Regions from separate parts of the Danio rerio genome. Here regions 1 and 3 are each linked to region 2. A link is a contact called in public HiCAR-type and Micro-C data. All regions are on one chromosome and are shown on one strand. Each heading gives the region's core, a stretch centred on a gene start, on an enhancer-like site or on the middle of the called end of the contact. The rest is flanking DNA. Distances are from core to core; before and after follow the strand shown.

Evidence for each region. Hi-C and Micro-C count contacts between places; a contact is called where the count stands out from the background. HiCAR-type assays count read pairs that join an accessible place to other places.
Region 1: a contact with region 2 is called in a Micro-C map of caudal fin, with 4 times the contacts expected there. The contact joins the promoter of mdm4 here to the promoter of atp2b4 in region 2. A contact is called at or near these places in 4 of 18 Hi-C or Micro-C datasets (caudal fin, embryo, hematopoietic stem cells and 1 more) and 3 of 4 datasets of contacts at active chromatin or transcription factors (caudal fin, embryo and gastrula embryo).
Region 3: a HiCAR-type map of caudal fin shows a contact between it and region 2, with 4 times the contacts expected there. The contact joins the enhancer-like site here to the promoter of atp2b4 in region 2.

What each region holds. Positions count from the first base shown.
Region 1 is chr11:25,015,656-25,019,705 of GRCz12tu, reverse strand. mdm4 (MDM4 regulator of p53) reads left to right here and starts at 2,066. Exons shown (of 11, transcript NM_212732.2): 1 at 2,066-2,211; 2 at 2,743-2,825. The coding sequence starts at 2,757.
Region 2 is chr11:25,171,284-25,175,599 of GRCz12tu, reverse strand. atp2b4 (ATPase plasma membrane Ca2+ transporting 4) reads left to right here and starts at 2,819. Exons shown (of 6, transcript NM_001077467.1): 1 at 2,819-3,437.
Region 3 is chr11:25,036,218-25,040,716 of GRCz12tu, reverse strand. No RefSeq gene overlaps it. Among named protein-coding and RNA genes, the nearest start is that of mdm4, 21 kb to the right of the region's middle. Within about 2 kb of position 1,481, at least 12 of the 62 cell types and tissues checked have an H3K27ac peak or open chromatin away from gene starts, as enhancers often do. A contact at or near this core is called in caudal fin, where this site is marked.

The sequences.
Region 1 (4,050 bases), core at 817-3,316, 160 kb after region 2:
AGATTTCATTATACTGGAGATGTCATGAATCTGACTCACTCCAGAAGTTGTAAAATAATTAGCCACAGCTTGATCTTTTACCAGAACACACATCATTGTCACACATGCCATGAGAATGAGATTTTACCTTCATGGACCTGGGAACAGATGTAGAGATTCTGTCTGGAAGGATGATCTCTCATCTTTATTCAGGTTTAGACCCATTTTAATTGTTTTTAACTGAATTGGTAAACTGCAGATTTATTTTCGGTGGTGTCTTTGCTCATTTACCAAGGATGTCAATAATTCTGACCATGACTTTATCTCAAATTCACTCTTCCCTCACCCTTGTAATGTATACAATATAGGTAGCAAGTGTCTGATGAGATACTAAACATCAATGGACAATATAAAAAATTAGAAAATGGCGACTTTCACCATTCTTGATGCGCCTTTTTTATTTTATTTATTTATTTATTTGATATGAACATCACAATTGCACTGGACAACCAAATGCATTTGTTTAAGTGTTTTAGCAGACTTGCTAATTCTCAACACCTATCCACAGGAGACTTGACAAAATGAAGATATAATAAATGCATTGCAAAAGCAAAGGCGGCATGATCCAACAATGGTAAACTATTTGTGCAAACACTGCAGTTTTGCTTTTAACCACTTTCTAAGAACGCTACTAAAATATTTCTATTACTTTCTGATTTTAGGCTAACAGGTAAATCATTCCATAATTTGGCTCCCTTTAAAACAGATTGACCAAATGAGGTCTTACATTTTGGCAATAGTCACCATTAGCAGTTGCTAGTGTGACTCTGTGAGAGGTTTGATGCCTACTGATTAAATCAGAAAACAGCACTGGAACACAATTATTTAAAAATTTAAAAACCAATTTAAGATAATTACATTTAATAAAACCATCAAAACTAAAATGGTTATGTTTACATAAAACATCACAATGATGCCATCGCATATAAGTCCATAATTGTAACTGCTTGTTTATATATTAATTCAATAGGCTTTGATGTAGTCAAAGAAGCTTGTGACCACGATGTAATGCAATATGTCAAGTGAGAGAATAACATTGTGTGCAAGTATAATTTTGCAGTTTGATATGTTAAAAACTTGATAAAACAATAACAGTTTAGACTTGGCTTAATATGACTATCAAAATTTAAATGAATGTCTAGTTATGCCAAAATACCTAAATTCATTTACTTTTTTAACACCCTTATTTTAATCAGCACCTTGTATCCATTACAGGCCGAGAAGCATATAGAAACTGTTTACTTGACAGTCAACGTTAAATTAGACAGCTCAAGCCATCTTGAAATATGTTGTAAAGCCTCCATTGTTTACCTGCCCAGCAAGATGTTTTAGGACACACATAGATGACTGTGTCATCAGTATATAACTGGCAGTTAACCCCCGGGCAGCAGCCTGGAAGATCTTTTATGTACATTGTAAACAACAATGGGCCAACAACAGACCCTTGAGGTACTCCCATATTGTTAGAACGCATAGAACCCATTGACCCTCACACATTGTTGTCTCCTACCCAAATAAGACATAAACCACTGTAAGGCTTCTGCTGACATTTTGAACTCTTCATTTATTTAGTAAGATACTGTGATTAACCGTGGTCTGTGTCAAAGGCTTTCTTCAGGTCCAGACTTTGTACTACTACTTATTAACCTATTCTCTGGCTTTTATTGAATTTGTTTATTTAGACTTAATCATTATTTAAATTACACATATTATTGGAAAGTTTTCTTTTTTTTCCAGCATTGAGCTATAAATCCCCATTTCAGCAGCACATACAGTAGCTAGATACACCAAACTTCATATCTGTAATCTAGGTAAAAATAAATGCAATCTGTAATCTAATCATGTGCTTCTGTTTTCACAGAAGCACATGTTCATACACAGTTTTCCTGATTATATACATTTCAGTCTACAAAAAAAAGTGATTTTGCTGTATGTTCTGAGGTATTGAGAGAAAAACTTACTGACTCACAACTTACAGCGCCCCCGTTAGGTACACTCTTAAATTTCGAAAAGGGGAACTGCGCGAGACCTGGCAACCGTGCTGACGTGACGACATACACTACGTCAACTTCAACTGTTCTACAAGAAATACCCACACACACGTCTCCCTTTCTTTACACAAACGCTTATCCTTAATAAATGGAAACCATGTAATCGTTTACAGATAACACGGTGAGTGTGAATACACTGCCTGCGCGTTCACGCGAGGTTTACTTGAAGTTATATGTTAACAGCTTCTAAATGTCGCGCGCTAATAGCTCGCCTACGTTAGCTTAGCATCCTCGTTTCAACCACGATGGATTAAAACTTATCCAACCAGTTATTACAATTTACCGTATTACCCACATGCCAGAACTAGGAGAATGGTAAGTAAAGTCATTTTGGTGTCCAGCATGTTCTATTTCACGCGCATTGAAAGTTATGTCATTAGCTAAAGGCTAAAATGTGACGTCATCAAGAAAATAAATGCATTTATTTATTTTAAGCATGTTTAGCATGTGCTTGCATGCACTTTATAAATTATTGACACGTATTGCGTTTTTCTTGAGTTTTTGAGCACGATTCGAACGAGAAAACGTCTGTGAAGTCCAGAAATGCTGTCTGCATTGACAGTTTACTTGGAATTGAAACACAGCCCTAGTTTGCACAAATAAAACAGACGTTGGCGTTGATCTGAAAATAAATGTTGTTTTTTCTCCCCAGTTTTTGAGTGAATTATGACCTCATTGGCATCGTCATCTCAGTTACCGGGGTCATGCAGGACTCTTCCAGGGGAAGGGACTCAGGTGAGCAAGAATTGTGACTTTCTCACGGTTAAGCTATATGAACTTTCAATCAGTTTCAACCAGCTTTGACATTTGTGATTTAACCTTACATTGATTAAGTGAGAATATGGAGCTTATGCACAGGGGGAAAACGTCTGTTTTTATTTACATAGGGCCCAATAGAACAGAAGTGTGAATATTGACCTTTTTGATTTTTGACTTACTGTAACCTACGTAAAAATGCAAGTGAGACTCAGTTGTCAATCTTAGGTCTGGGCATTATGGCCAATAAATTATCATGATAAATTTGTTTTTATCAGTCAATATCAATAATGTTCACGATAAATGTCAAATCTCTATTTCTTTAAAATTTTATTGCAGATTGTAGCATTTGAGAGAATATAGAACCAGATCTCAAACTAGCCCTTTTTTCTGTTGAAAGGTTACAAAAAGTCAAGAAAATAATATATATATTTTTCGTAATATTATGACAGATTTATAGAGTTTAGTTCTTGCTATAATGGGTAACCTCAAATCATGAAACCAGTTTTATTTTCTGACTTTCAAAATAGAATACATGCGTTTAATTTGAGTATAACTATAACATCTTAAAATATCATCTGACTTGTTTATTTAAATAAAACTGTGAACATAGGGTCATGCTTTCAGATAATCAAAATAATGTTTAAACAATGCATGCCACCTTATTTCCATATAAAAAATGCACAAATGCTATTGTTTGACTGTAGTTATATTCCAGTAGTCCTTTAAACAGATGTTTCCATCCTGCTACAATAACAGTGCAGTACAGTAAATCTGTGAAAAAGCCAAGACCATTCATTTGTAAATGGCAATCAGAACATCAGACTTATCTGACTTTAAATTAAATCAGTCAGACAGTGTGCGTTACACTAGAGCTGGGCGATAATTCGATATCGATAATTATCGCGATATATATTTTTTTCGATAAAACGATAATGACAGTTCGATAATTGCTCGATAATATTTACGCACTATGCGTAACATTGCGCAAGCATTTTGCAGTTTGCCCTTCAGGATGCCGCACGCTGTACAAGTTTACAGCCATAGTTGTACTTAAAGGTGTAAGAAAATAAGGTAAAAAAGGTCAGAGTCACAGACATTGTTGACAAGAAACGTCACTAGACCTCAGTCTTGAGCTACTTAGTTTTTTGCTGTCCGACACAAATCAGCAACGTGCACTGAAAACTGCGCAAGACGACTCGTG
Region 2 (4,316 bases), core at 1,570-4,069:
CATGACATCACTTGGTTAAATGCCGGCAAAGTAGAACATGGAAACAGCTTAAAGTGGAAAGCGTGAGTATGTCTGTGGTCTGGAGGTATTATGAAGTTGATGACAACAACATTGCCAAGGCAAACTGAGAGATATGTAAACTTGAGATTGCCTGTCGGGTATTTTAAGTTAAGGTAGTATTTGTTTTTATATTAGAATTTGTCTTATATTTACTGTTGCACTAATGTCAAAAAGTGAAGCATTTATGTTATTTATTACTTTATTATTCAAGCTACCTCACAGAAGTGTTCTGTTTGTTAACAGAATTGTTGAATGTTAAAATAAGGTGAATTAAAAAAAAAAATAGGGAATCCTGAATCTGTTTCTTTGCTCTTTTTTATTTTTGTATGTATTTTTAGAAGTATTGGATCAGGTTTCGGTATCGGTAGAAACTCAAAATCAACTGACTCAAGAGCAAAAAAAAATCTGATCGGGACATCTCTAATGCTAATTAATGCTATATTGCCAAAACCTTCAATCCTAGTTACATAATAAACATGCTTTGTCATTTTCCTGAAAAATCAGTATAATATTTGTGCACAATTATCTCTGAAAGACATAGATTTTTCTTTTCTAACAGAACTACTTTTCTTTGAAATCCAAATGGTGCCAATGACACATTGATTGCGAAAGACATAAGGCCTCAGCCTCATTATATAGAGGCTAAAGTCACATAACCATCCGAGGAATAAAAACATCTATAAAAATCTCAGAAGACATGGTGCAGTCACCCTTTTAAGAGTATGCAATAATGACAGAATTATAGGTAACCATGGCTACCAAACAGTAATGGGCCACCTGTGGGCTACTGGTTCACTGGGGAAGCCAGAGTGAGCTTAGTTTCAAAACACTTATGAGATCACATGTCTGGACAGAATAAAATGATGTTTGTTCACTGTAGGCCTATTTGACTAAAAGCCTCTTGTATCATGTTACAATTCTCAGTTAATAAGCTATACTATAATATTAGAATCACACACACACACACACACACACACACACACACACACACACACAGGTGTGAAACTTGAGTAAATTAGTTTACAGTACCCTTTTTTGATACTTATTAAAAAAATGGGTTACTCAGGGTCTAAAAACTGCCAAGGTGAAGTGCAATGCAAACAACCCTCCATACTGCACACCATCATGCAACTGTCACTTTCTGACTGAAGGTGTGAGTATTTGGAAAGGCCCCTAAAGCCATTTCATTTAAGTTATTTTGCATCTGCATTCAGTGAAGATTGATAAACCAACTTAAAATTTAATTCTGCTATCTATTGCACTGGAGTGAAGTACCTGATGCTAAATACGGACTACCAAAGCCATCTGCAGGGCCAGACGGATTCTGCGGACGTTTTTTGCTATTTCTGCGGAAAATTTTGGAAAAAATCTGCAGATTTCTGTGAAATTATTTTGGGAGAATCCAGCGGAGTATCATAACTAAAATCTTAATATACTAAATAAAAAGCAATAAATTACTGTATAAAAACTGAATAAATTCAGATTTACACATTTACTCAAGTAAATAAACAGAATTAATAATGGGCTAAAAATCTGCAGAAATCTGCGGAAAATCTGCGGAAAATTCTGCGCGCGCAGATTCCGTGTGGGCCTAGTCATCTGTCACATCAAATATGCAAACTTGAATCCTTGTGGTAGTTGTAGTCCTTCAGTTGAAACTTGTTAGTGAATCCTTTTTTTAAAAGAACATGTGTTTTAGAGATTTGAAAAAAAAAAAAACTAGCTTGTTATAGTGCCAAGCTCAATTTATTTTGTTGTTAATTAACTTTAAAAATACATTAAATTCAATTAATATTTTTATCCATTTCTCAGGGAATATAGACAATGTGTTTTGGTGCATTAAAAAAAAAGATTTGGCTTTAGTACTGACTAATCAAATGTATATGCACATATATAATATTGTGTAGCTTCACATTAAAAATATTAATTTAAAAGATAGAATTGAGTGAGATGTACTTATATACATTTTACGTCAGAATCATAAGCCCCCTTTGATTTTTTTCTTTTTTAAATATTTCCCAAATTATGTTTAACAGAGCAAGGATATTTTCACACTATGTCTGATAATATGTTTTCTTCTGATGAAAGTCTTAATTGTTTTATTTCGATGAGAATAAAATCATTTTTTAATTTTTGAAAAAAAAAATTAAGGTTAAAATTATTAACGTTAGCCCTTTTAAGCTAGGCCTATATGTTTTTCGATAGTCTACAGAACAAACCATCGTTGCACAACAACTTACCTAATTACCCTAACCTGCCTTGTTAACCTTAGGCCTTTAAATATCAAGCAATATAGAAGTGTCTTGAAAAATATCTACTTAAATATTATTTACTGTCATCATGGCAAAGATAAAATAAAGCAGTTATTAGAAATGAGTTATTAAAACTATTGTGGTTAGAAATGTGTTGAAAAAAATATACTCTCCGTTAAACAGAAATTTGGGGAAAAAAACAACGCTATTGAAAAACAAAAACAAACAAAAAAAAAGACTCTTCACCTATCTGCAAACCCAACAAGCCATCAAAATAACAAATCAATACTTCACACACTGTCGCACCACTGCGCTTTATAGTCACATTTCTCTCTTTATAATATATCCTGTCTAGCAACTCGGGGTGTCGGGAATTCCAGGATCCGACCATTCATTTGCTGCGATATTCCTTATGATCCACCTTAAATGACTGATCCCTCCCTCCCTCTCTCCGCCGCAGCTCTCCCTACCCTCAGACTGAATCTCTATCTTCCCTCTTTCGATTTCCAGCCACGGCAACCAGTGATTGAAACTGTCTTTTTCGTCGCGCGGTGAAAGGTTGCGTTTATCCGCACTTTTCCCGGCGGTTAAACGGCGGCGAAACAAACAGAGCAGTTAACACGCAGAAAACAAGATTTAAAACCAAACAAAACTTGGATCTGTTGCGTTTGCGTTCCGTAACCAACGCGGAACATACCTCTATCTCTTTTGTGATTATTTCCCTTTTTCTCTGGACAAGAAAAGGCTGTTGGATTGGATTCGAGCAGACGGGCTTTTTACTTCTAAACCTCGTGATAAGAAGTTTCTACGTGTTTTAGACTTAACTCGGAGGTCGCATTTTAAATGTAGGAAAGGCGACTAACGATAATTCCATCCTGCTGGTTGACTGGCACCAATTCCAAAGTTACTTTCCAGATGCAGAGTAAACAAACACGGTTTGCAAGCGACGAAAGACATTGCCTATCCGTGTAAGCGTTTACTTAGAGACCTTTTGCGTCTTTCATCATTGGGAGTTTTGAAGAGAGGGCTTGTTTTTGAGGAGAAGGCTTGTTTCTCGATGCACTGAATGAGGAGGAACGTCCCATGTGTGGCATTCACTCTTTCTGACAACCCTCCAGCCTTAAGGTAGGTTTGTTCAATCTTGTTGTTTTCTTATTCTGTTTATTTAACCTTGTTTCCTTCTTATGTTTTGCCATCCACAGGTGTGCGTGTGCATGTTCCATCTTGTAATCTGTTGTGCTCTTCTTCTGAACCTCGCCGTATTTGCTCACGAGACATGTTTTGCCTGTTACAAGTGTTCATTTTTTGCGCCTCGAGCAATTTATTCGTTTGCTAGTGGTAATGCACATAACTGCTGCATTTAACCCCTATTTTTTTCGCAATTGATTTTATGTGTGATTTAATGTCACTCCACCACCATTCCTGACACCGCAGTCATATAACGTTGAGAAGTGCACGTTTTGCTCTACTGGCTAATAGGATGGTTTTAATGGGCATATATGAATGGGTACATCTTATGTGAAGAGCAAAGAGGCTCTCTTGCTGATTGATGAAGAGGTAATCAGTCGATCCTCTGACGTCACCCCCTTGAGTAACGTCCACCGCGCCTCGTTCGCGCCTCTCTGGGTGTGTCCTCGCGCTATTGCGTCGAAGGGGAAACCCTGCAATTTGTTCCCAGTCAGGAGCTCGATGCTCTGTCCTGTGAGGAGATCAAAACCTGCCCGGATGTGTCAGAAAGAGACGAACTCGAGGCACACATGCTTTTTTTTTTGTTTTGGGTTATATCTAAGTATGGACATTCGTGTATGATTTCAGGGGTTTGAAGTTCTTCGTCACCTTCAGGTTCCTTTGTGATTGTTGGCTTCAGCTGCCTGAAGAGATGAAAACCGTGACTTGCAGTCGTGACAGTCTGAGAGGTGCTGAAATGAGCTTAAAACACGACATTACCCACTTTAACAGTTTGCTGTTAAAAAGGTGTAATGCATAAAATAAGTTTTTAGCACG
Region 3 (4,499 bases), core at 232-2,731, 130 kb after region 2:
CATCAGGAATGCTGGTCATTAAGACATTAAGGATGCTAGTTTTGCGCTGTAATCCCACAGACAGTTGTTTCTAATGAGCAAAAACAACTAAATATGATATGTAAATATCAATGCAAATCCCATAAAACACAAGCAGAATTAAAGTACATGTTATTTTACAAAAAAATGTTCCTAAGTGATCTGACTCCGTTTATACATATAATTGAATTTGTAGTTTTTGTTTAGCAAATTATGTCTCATGAAATTATTAACCAAATGATTCTAGAAGTGATGTACACACTTTATTCTGTTTAAAGGAAAATGCAGCAGAGTAGTATCAGGTATAGTCTGATTTTTTGATTCTGTCACTTTAGACTGTGTTTGGTAATAAAACAAAAACTCTTGAGACCCAGAATTTGACATGTCACATTTAGCTTGGGATGAGGAGTTAAAGGAATTGATCACCCAAAAATGGAAGTTCTTTCATTTACTCATCCTTCACTTATTCAAGCCTGCTTGAGTTTCTTTCTTAAGTTGAACACAAAAGAAGATATTTTGACATGGTATCTGTGGGGTCTTAAAAAGTCTTAATGTCCTAAATCTACTGAAATATTGTGTTGTAGGTCTTAAAACCTTTTTTAAACGGGTCTTAATTTTCTGTTGTTTATGCTACCCAATCTGGCCAATGACATCCATACAATCACCAACAATCCATCTCAATAAACCTTTTGACCTGGACAGACTGTTGTGCATACATTTACTTTATTATAGTTTTTAAAACTTAAAAAAACATTTATCCTTTTTTTTAATTGTTGAAAAAAGTTTGTTTCAAACAAGCTTGCTTGTTTTGACTCAATATTTAAAATATTTTGCTAAGAAATTTCTAAAATATTTTTTTAATTATTATTGTATTTTTAAACTTATTTAATTATAATAAGGTTTTTGATGGGGCAAATAAAAATATTTTCCATCTGGGCCATTCGAAAAACTCCTTAGCATTTGGCCCTATATGAGTCTAAAATGTCATTCATAATGGTCTTAAAATGTCTTAAAGACTTAAATTTAACTTAGTGAAACCTGCAGAAACCCTGTTTTGAAGTAAGCTGAAAGCCTGTCATGGGTCCTGTATGGATATCATTAGTTACAGTTTTTCAGTTTCTTCGAAATATCTTCTTTTGTGTTAAATAAGACATGACAATTAAAGGTTTATAATCACTTGAGGCTGAGTATTTTTATTTTTTAGGTGAACTATGCCTTTAAATCTGAACATCTGATCGATAGAAGATCGAAAATTGAACAAATATGGTTAAACACTATAGGACACAATCTTCTAAGCTAGCCAATAGCACTTTTATATGTTCTTGTTTTGACCTTGGTCTTTACCACATAGTGTATGTATCGCCAAGCAGCCTTTTATGTTGTTGACCTGCACAGCACGTTCACTGTCTGAAGAACCCCCAGGCAGAGACAGATGCAGGCGGCTGGCGGTTCTTCCTGTTTTTTCCACTCTCATGTTCTGTACTTCAGTCACGTCACGACTCTTCCCCTCTTTCTCTCTCTCTCTCTCTGCCTCTGTCTCTGGACTAACTCCAAATGGTGCTTTTGTGCCTTTGAAGGGGACACCACACATAGGATCATTCCAAATAAAAGTGAGCAACTGAATCCCTTCATGAAGGAGCCACTCAGAAAGGTGTTAGGAGAGGGTACATGTGATGGAAGTCATTTGGCAGTTTATAATCCTGTGCTTCTGGGTGGCATGCTCTTGCAATTGTTTTAGGTGTCTTATTTAGAATTTCATCTGGAATCATTAAGTGTCCTGGTCAACTCAGTAATATCGAAATAATATTTTTATAATTATTATTTTATTTTTATTTTTCCTCAAAGGTGTTTTCATTAAACATGTTAAATATGAAACATGCAGTACAAACAGCTTTTCACTTGTTCTTTTTTTTTTTTTTTAGACAACAAACAAAATCCATTGCATACATATACATTTAGGTTCTATAAAAATGTATTATTTATATTAAAATAAAATACAATCAAGTGTTGGGCAGTAGTGACGCTCCTAGCTTAACTACATTTTTCAATAGTGTAGCTACAGCATCGCTACTTTCTAAATAAAATAGCTTTACAGGAACGAAGCAGTTATTTTAAGCAAGTAGCACAGTAGTGTCCACTCAAGCTGAATTTACAGATCGGGGAGCAATAAGTGACGGCACAAACAATCGCATAGCTGTGAGGTAGAGATCTGCGCGGGACTAAATTTTGAATCCCGCACCTGCCAGGTTTTAGCCTGAACCCGACCGCTCCCGCTTACATTCAGCATTTGTTGTCCCGCTGCCTGACCCACCCCGTTTTCTACCTGCCGCGCCTGATCCTGCTAAAGTGCAGGGGGGAGAACAAAACCGAAAACCAACCAGCTATACAGAGTCCAGACAGCCTATAAAAAGCTGTCTGTATAAACACACACACACACCCAAGCACACACACATGCAAAGCTCTCTCTCTCATTTACACGCGCACACACATTCACGCGTGCGCACACACACACATACACACACAGCAGCAAATAAGCTAAACACAGCTTCGCGCTGTTTCATTTACACACATACATACGCGTGCTCGCTCGGGAGTCGGGAGTGAGCCGCTCCTGTCCCAAATTAAACCCGTTACCGACCGCTCCCGCGATTTTATTCGGAAATTTACTACTGTGAGGCCAGTGTCTAGCCGATGAAAGTAAACCCAAATGTTGGCGATAATGACGATTTCTTCTTCTTCCTGTTTTTCGGTGGTCGACAACACATTTTTTGGTGCATTACTGCTTGCTGATATACTACTACAGTATATGTGTGTATATCTATAGTTTACTGTAGCGGTAAACTGTAGTGGTAAACTGGTAATTACTGGTACTGGTAATTACTATTAGTTCATGATAGTTACTAATGAAACTACATTTCATTATGACGGTTTCTACTGCTTGATGGTTATGAACACTTTGGGTTCAGAAAGGTGCAATCACAATTTTATTTTTGCACTATTTTATTTTTATTTTGGACTACTATACAGAAGTTATTATGGATTATAGACCTTTAAGTTTTTATTTTAGCGTGTTTATTTTAAAAAATGATGTTAAAACATGAACGCGGTTATAAATATATATTAAAACATATGCTTGTTTGTTGTAAAAATTTGGAATAATGACAAGAAATACTAATTTGTGCATCTCCTGACTTCCGTGTGAAGCCATGTTGCCGTTGTAGATGGTGTATTCTGTGAAATTTTCGTACCCCTTGGTTTCAAGTGTGGTCCTGAAAAATCTCAGTTTGAAAAGCTATCTAGCCCTTCCCCTTAGCACTACACCTTCAAGCTAAAGAAAATTGGGACACCCTAACCTTTCACGTAACCGCACAAATCGAGGGGTAAGGGGAAGAGCTAAGGAGTAGAATTGGGATTGGGCCAAAATGTGCCGACGAGCTGAATCTTAGCAAATACTTGCCTCAGTGATATTAGGGTTTGAATTTCATCAACTTAAAACTTATAGAAATTTAATCATGAGCTTGGCAAATGGGTTCAGACAATTTGATGTCTCCCCATTCAAAGAGATAGGAGCTGCACTTGGATGTCTATGGGGCATATCAAAGATGTTCACCAAGTAAAATGACTTGAAAGGACTTTGCGTAGTATTATGCACATAAGATCACAACACCCTTCAAAGGACTCTTATGGTATTTGCCATTTCTCTATTTTCTGGTTCACTCGCTCTCTTAGCACCAGCCCTTTCCCTTTTTTCACAACTGCTTTCACACACTCAATCACACTTTTCTCTTTGTCTTTCTCTCTCTCCTTTGGTTTACAGCCCCCTCATCACACCTTGTGTCTTCTGCTCTGACATGTACTCGCTCTCCATCTCTCTTCATTGATATTCTAGAAGGAGCTATGAGTCACGGGCTGTTTTTCCTGCCTTCCTTATTTAGGTTGCATCAGCAGTGTATTTAACATGAGATGCTTAAAGGTGTGTGTGTATGCGCGCGCGTTAGGCAGACATTGGGTCAAAGAGTTCATTTAACCATTGTGGGGAGAGATCCAAATATTCAGGCAGCTGGAAGCAAATTAAAGGTTCAATTAGGTTCAATTATTTCTGAACTAGATGTGTGAAAATGGACAGATGTAGTCCTGCTGTGTCCTGCCAAACAGTGCATTAAAAATGTCGACTAAATTTTTGTGTTTAATCTGTGATGTGTTATATACTATTCATTATAGACACTGAAATGGCAAAATGTATATATAAATATTGGGGCTGTAAAGCGATTTAAAAACCTGCTGAATAGTTAAACTAATTAATCACGTTTAATCGCACATAAATATTGAAGACGTGCCCCAAAATATAATAAAAAATTTATGACCAGTGAAGATTAAACGTATTACTAAAAAAAAAAAAACAGACTTTTTTTTTTTTTTAATAGAGCATAAGCCTGTTATTAATGATACAGCTCTTTATAGAGTATGGAGTGTAGCAGTAC